Linked DNA regions of Drosophila melanogaster: region 1 is linked to region 2. The links are chromatin contacts, called in public Hi-C maps. All regions are on one chromosome and are shown on one strand. The core of a region is the stretch at or near the end of the contact, and the rest is flanking DNA. Distances in the headings are between cores, read along the strand shown. Region 1 holds the start of CatB (Catalase B). Region 2 holds the start of Akap200 (A kinase anchor protein 200).

What was found. A called contact is a pair of places that touch in the nucleus more often than the background predicts.
Region 1: a contact with region 2 is called in a Hi-C map of the S2 cell line, with 2.0 times the contacts expected there. A contact is called at or near these places in 6 of 107 Hi-C or Micro-C datasets (the Kc167 cell line, the S2 cell line, ovary and 1 more).

What each region holds. Positions count from the first base shown.
Region 1 is chr2L:8,704,286-8,706,985 of dm6, reverse strand. It overlaps CatB (Catalase B), which reads right to left and starts at 1,414. Exons shown (of 2, transcript NM_001273339.1): 1 at 452-1,414; 2 at 1-388. The coding sequence starts at 1,291. Hnf4 (Hepatocyte nuclear factor 4) reads left to right here. Exons shown (of 8, transcript NM_164834.2): 2 at 2,446-2,625. The coding sequence starts at 2,529. It also overlaps asRNA:CR44992.
Region 2 is chr2L:8,414,426-8,417,125 of dm6, reverse strand. It overlaps Akap200 (A kinase anchor protein 200), which reads right to left and starts at 1,383. Exons shown (of 5, transcript NM_001298823.1): 1 at 1,240-1,383. CG13398 reads left to right here and starts at 1,870. Exons shown (of 2, transcript NM_001273323.1): 1 at 1,870-2,165; 2 at 2,238-2,700. The coding sequence starts at 2,247.

The DNA of each region.
Region 1 (2,700 bases), core at 165-2,664, 290 kb before region 2:
GTCCGCAAAAGGAATTGGGGAAGTAGTTGGGAGCCCCGTTCTGATTGTCAGTCACTGTCATAGCACCATCCCTCTGGAAGTTGCGAACATTCACGCGGTACGGACAATTCACCGGTATCTGCATGTAGTTCACGCCCAAACGATGGCGCTGCGAATCGCCGTAGGCGAAGAGGCGACCCTGGAGCATCTTATCCGGCGATGGCTCGATGCCCGGCACCATGTGGGCCGGACTGAAGGCCAGCTGCTCCACCTCTGTGAAATAGTTGGTGGGATTGCGATCTAGAACAATCTTGCCAACTGGAAGCAGGGGGAAGTCCTTCTGGGGCCATACCTTGGTCACATCGAACGGATTGAAACGACACTTTTTCGCCTCCTCGTTGAGCATCACCTAGTGGTTATAAATGAGCTCTCGATCTAGGTACTCGATTATATAGACCTATATAATTCCTACCTGAATGTACATTGACCAACTGGGATAGTTGCCCTTCTTGATCGAGTTGTACAGATCCCTGATGGCATAGTCCGGATCGTGGGACATCAGCTCCTCGCATCGTCGGGCGTCCAGGTTCTTGATGCCCTGGTCCGTCTTGAAGTGGAACCTAACGTATTGCGTCTCCCCACTGGCATTGATCATGCGGTAGGTGTGCACACCGTATCCGTGCAGGTGGCGATAGCCATCTGGGGTTCCCCGATCGCTAAAGTACATGAGCAGGGCATGCAGGGTTTCCGGACGCAGGGTCATGAAGTCCCAGAACATGTCCGGATCCTTCAGGTGGGTCTGGGGATTGCGCTTTTGGGCATGAACCAAGCTGGGGAACAACATGGGATCCCGGACATAATGCACGGGCATGTTGCAACCCACAATGTCCCAGATGCCGTCGTCGGTGTAGAATTTGACGGCAAATCCGCGCTGTTCACGTACCGTATCCGCAGATCCCTGTTCACCGCAGGCCACCGAGAATCTCATCGCGACGGCAGTTCGTTTTCTAACCTTATCGAATATGGAGGCTGCACAGAATTTTGAAATGTCATGGGTGCACTCGAAGTAACCAAAGGCGCCGGCTCCCTTGGCGTAGGCCACCCGTTCGGGAATCCGCTCCGAGTCGAAGTGCATCACCTCGTCGAGGAACTGGAAATCCTGCAGCAGGGCAGGACCCCTTGGTCCCACCGTCTGTATGGCATCCTTGACGCCAACTGGAGTTCCACTGGATGTCGTGATCTCCCTTTGCACCTCGGAGTCATTGTTCTTATAGTCAATCAATTGATTTGACGCCGTATCGCGTGAACACATTTTTCAATTTTGTCTTTGGTCTTAAAATTTCTAAAAAAAAATTTATTTTCAAAAAAAATATTTCACACAGTTGATTTCAACTGCTAACAAAAGCGTTGTGAGTGATTTTGCTTGTCAATTGTGTGATCCCAAAATGAAGTGTAAATCGAAGAAGACAAGACGCGATGTAAATTTATAAACAAATTATATTGATATGTATAAGTTAGAACAACAATATATTTACATATGTATGCGACTTTAATTTACCTATACTTAGATTGTTATTTAATAGAATCGGAGTATTAAGGTAAACAAAGTATATCAGCTTTTTCCCGGAAATTTATAAGCTTATAAAAGAGTTCTATTTGTGTTGTTTTCGGCGCCATTTCGGCGAATCGTGAAAGTCACCGGGGTTCAAAGGTCACGAATTGACAATGCAAACGAGGGGGTCTACGTCAGCTGCCCCCTGATAAGCGATAAGAGGGAGAAATCAAAGAGTGATACAGAGGTACCCAGTGCAATAGAACCCATACAGTCCATGGGGCTTATCGGCCTTTCTGGCACTCGACCGAAAATCGCAAAAACTCGCATAATGATGAGAAACAATAAAGGGCCGATAAACAGAAATTCTGTTTTCGCGTTATCGCAAACAGTCAATTCTCTTTTTTTACCTGTTTTTTTTTCCCTTTTTTATTTTGCGAGAATGAGTGTTTTTTATCTGCTAGTCAATAAAGCATTGAAGATTATGATTTCTGGTATTTTTTGGAGCTTTACGTGTACGTGTTACCTTTTGGACTGTTTTGATATTCGAAGGGGGAGTGTACGTAGAGCTTTGCTTTATAAAAGTATTACTATCCCTAGTACAGGTGTGTGTCGGGCATATTGCTGATATGGGATCGTAAAACAAAATGACACCTCCCCCCCCACCAAAAATATCTGATGGGGGAAATGTAATGTGAAGCGTTTGGTTGTCGGCCACTCGAGTTGACACCTACATTGTGTGCACAAACGACAAATAGCCATTTTGTATATACCGTTTTGTAGATTTACAGGTGATACTTCGCTCGATTAGCGGGTCATCATTAAAAATTTAATATGTTCGGCCCGCCTTCTGTTGTTTTAGCCAGTAGTAGATTGAAATACGACAGCTTATCGATTGCCTTTTCCACTTACAGTTGCCGGTCATTACTTCATTACTATGTGATTGGATCTTCCCGACCCACTTGTAAATAAAAAGTAAAAATACTGGTTATGAAGCATGATGAAGCATCCGCAGGATCTGAGTGTCACGGATGACCAGCAGTTAATGAAGGTGAACAAGGTGGAGAAGATGGAGCAGGAGTTGCACGACCCCGGTAAGTTTGCAATTGCAGTAACTTAGATAAAGCATATATAGATATAAGATCCTCTCTCTAAACATGTGACAAAAA
Region 2 (2,700 bases), core at 134-2,633:
GAAAATCTTGTGATTGCGCTTCTGCTTCTTCCTCCTCGGCCTCTGCCCACCCACTCCATTCGTAAAGGACTCACACATGCAGCGAGGCACGCACACAGGCACACTACCCCAGGCACGCAAGCACATACACCACACACACAAAGACATGTAGGCGACGCCAGTTAGGGCGGTGGCTGTCTGCCCGTCTGCGATTGAGCGATTGAACGACTGAGTGACGGACGGACGGACGAACTGACAAACCGACGCTGCAGAAAGTGCGACGCAGTTTTTCGCAACAAAAGTGTAGGAAAAACAAAAAGACGATCCTCCTCGTATCGATAATCTGAGTAAACCGAGACGCAAAAGGGATCGAAACGTATACAAAGATCAAATGGCCACAGTGGGCACTCGCTATGTGCGTGCACCTTGCACAAGGATGTTTGGCTGAGAAGGTAGAAACATGTTGGCAAGTGTAATCAGGCGTACAATGCAAACAAAGAGGAGACAACGACAATGAACCAGAAGTCAAGGCGAAGCGATGGCACAAAGGACCAGAGCGATGAGCGGGCGAGGCGAAGGAAGGCGAGGCACAAAAAGGAGAGAGCGCTAGATTGAGCCGAAGAGACAAAGAGAGAGAGAGAGAGCGAGACGGATACGGATACAAAGCCACACCGGCATGGTGTTTGCCTCTGCCGCCGTCACTGCCTGCGCTGCTGCTGCGGACGCCGACGTGGTGGCAACGCCGACGCATTGAAGGCGGCACACCCAAAAATTTTGTAAAAAGGCAACTACTCCAAGGTGGCGAAATTCGAATGCTGTATTTTGCGGGGGCGGGGTTAATGACAAAGAAAGTTCTCCTTAAATGCATAAAACTCCATTTAAATATCTCTTTTAGTCTTCGCTTCTCCCATTCTTCACCGTTCACGCACACTAAGCCGCCTTCCATGGCGTCCTTTTTCCTGCCTGTGTGTGTGAGCGTCGGCGGGCGTCTCTTTTACAAACACTTGTGCCTCAAATACAGTTACCATTTTTGAAACCAGTTAGAAACTTTTCGTCAATAACTCTTTGTCTCCTTTTCAATCACAATTCCTTTAAACAAACACGAAATTCAAAGCGGGTATAGAGAATTTCAAAAGTAGCACCACTCACGCACACACACACACGCAAGCCGTCTGCCTGCTTGGCTTTGGTTTCTTTTTCATTTATTTTTTTAAATTAACTCCTTTATGTTCTGATCTTATGACTTAAAGTGGAATTTACCTGGCTCGATTCTCTCGGTTTCGGTTTAAAAACACACGCACTTGCTTCTTTCTTTGCTTTGCGATTCTACACTGGCAGCAGCTCTTTTTGCCTGCTTTCCGTTTCGGTTTCTTTTCTCGTTCTTGTTGCGCGCTCCACAAATAAAAAATGTCCGCTCGGGTCTGGTATTTACGTCGCGTTAGGATGTTTTCGCAGTTAGAACGCGTTAGGGCTTCGGGTCTAGTTATAGTGCTGTCCACAAAGTTGATGTTCCGCCAAATGGTTAACCATACAATTAAGATGACTAAAATGCCTTAACTTAAAATTTTTTTATAAATTATATTTGTTTACATCTGAATCCTATTTATTACTTGTTAATTGCAGTAAACATTTGCAGAAACGTAAAAATTACGACGTAAGAAATCTTCAAGATTATTCTATTAAACGAGAGAAAACTTCTATTAAGCTGACATTTGCAATATTTTTCTATAAATTTTGAAATATTAATATTTCCTTGGCTTAAACTTGGCTAAACTAGTTTTTCATTCTTTAAGTGTAATTACTTGTAATTTGTCTTTGATTTTCCGTTTACTTTTTTAAAAAGCGTTTCTTGTAAGTCTTTTTGCGAAAATCAAGTTAGCATGCCCGTTGCTCACAATTGCGTTCTGTCGGGCGAGGGGAAAAGTCGCAGAAGAAATTTTATACCACAAGAACGGAATTTCCGTGGCCAAATAACAACAATCAGCCAGCAGTCCCGTCGATCAGGAGTTAACCAAAGCAGGAGGAGTCAACCAGGATAACAGCAACACAATTCGACTGCACCCCAGAGCCTCCAGTTCCACTGGGTAGCTGATTTCAGCTGGTGGAGGCGGTGGGTGGTGCTCTTATCGGCCTGCGATTTCTTCCATGCCCGCTGCGATAACAGCCAGGCGGACTTGCCTGTCCAGGTGTGCATTTCAATAGGCACTGTACATGACTGGAGTGGATAATCCTTCAATGCATAATACTCCGTCTTTCAGTGCAACACCATGGGCTGCATCACCAGCAGCAGCAAGTTAAATGAGCTGCGCGGTCATGAGAATGTGTTTCGAGTGCGAGTGGCTCACCTGCAACCCACCCCGGGTACGCCCATCATCCGGAGTGGCTACCTGGAGCTAACGCCCCGGGAACTAATATTCCAGTCGCCTGGCTGTGAGCCCATTGTCTGGGCACTGCAACACCTCCGACGTTATGGGTTGAATAACGATCTCTTCTCCTTCGAAGCAGGACGTAGGTGTATGTCTGGGCCAGGGATCTACACGTTTCGAGTCCACAATGCCGAGCAGCTGTATCCGATGTTTCAGCGCTACATCAACGCGGTGAATACAGATGCCTTTGTGCAGGGCGAACGAGAAAGGGTTAACTCCGCTCATTCGGTGTCCGTAAATATGGGCCGTACTGAGGGCAATAACTATCTAGAGCCGGCTCCCCTAATGAGCCGCC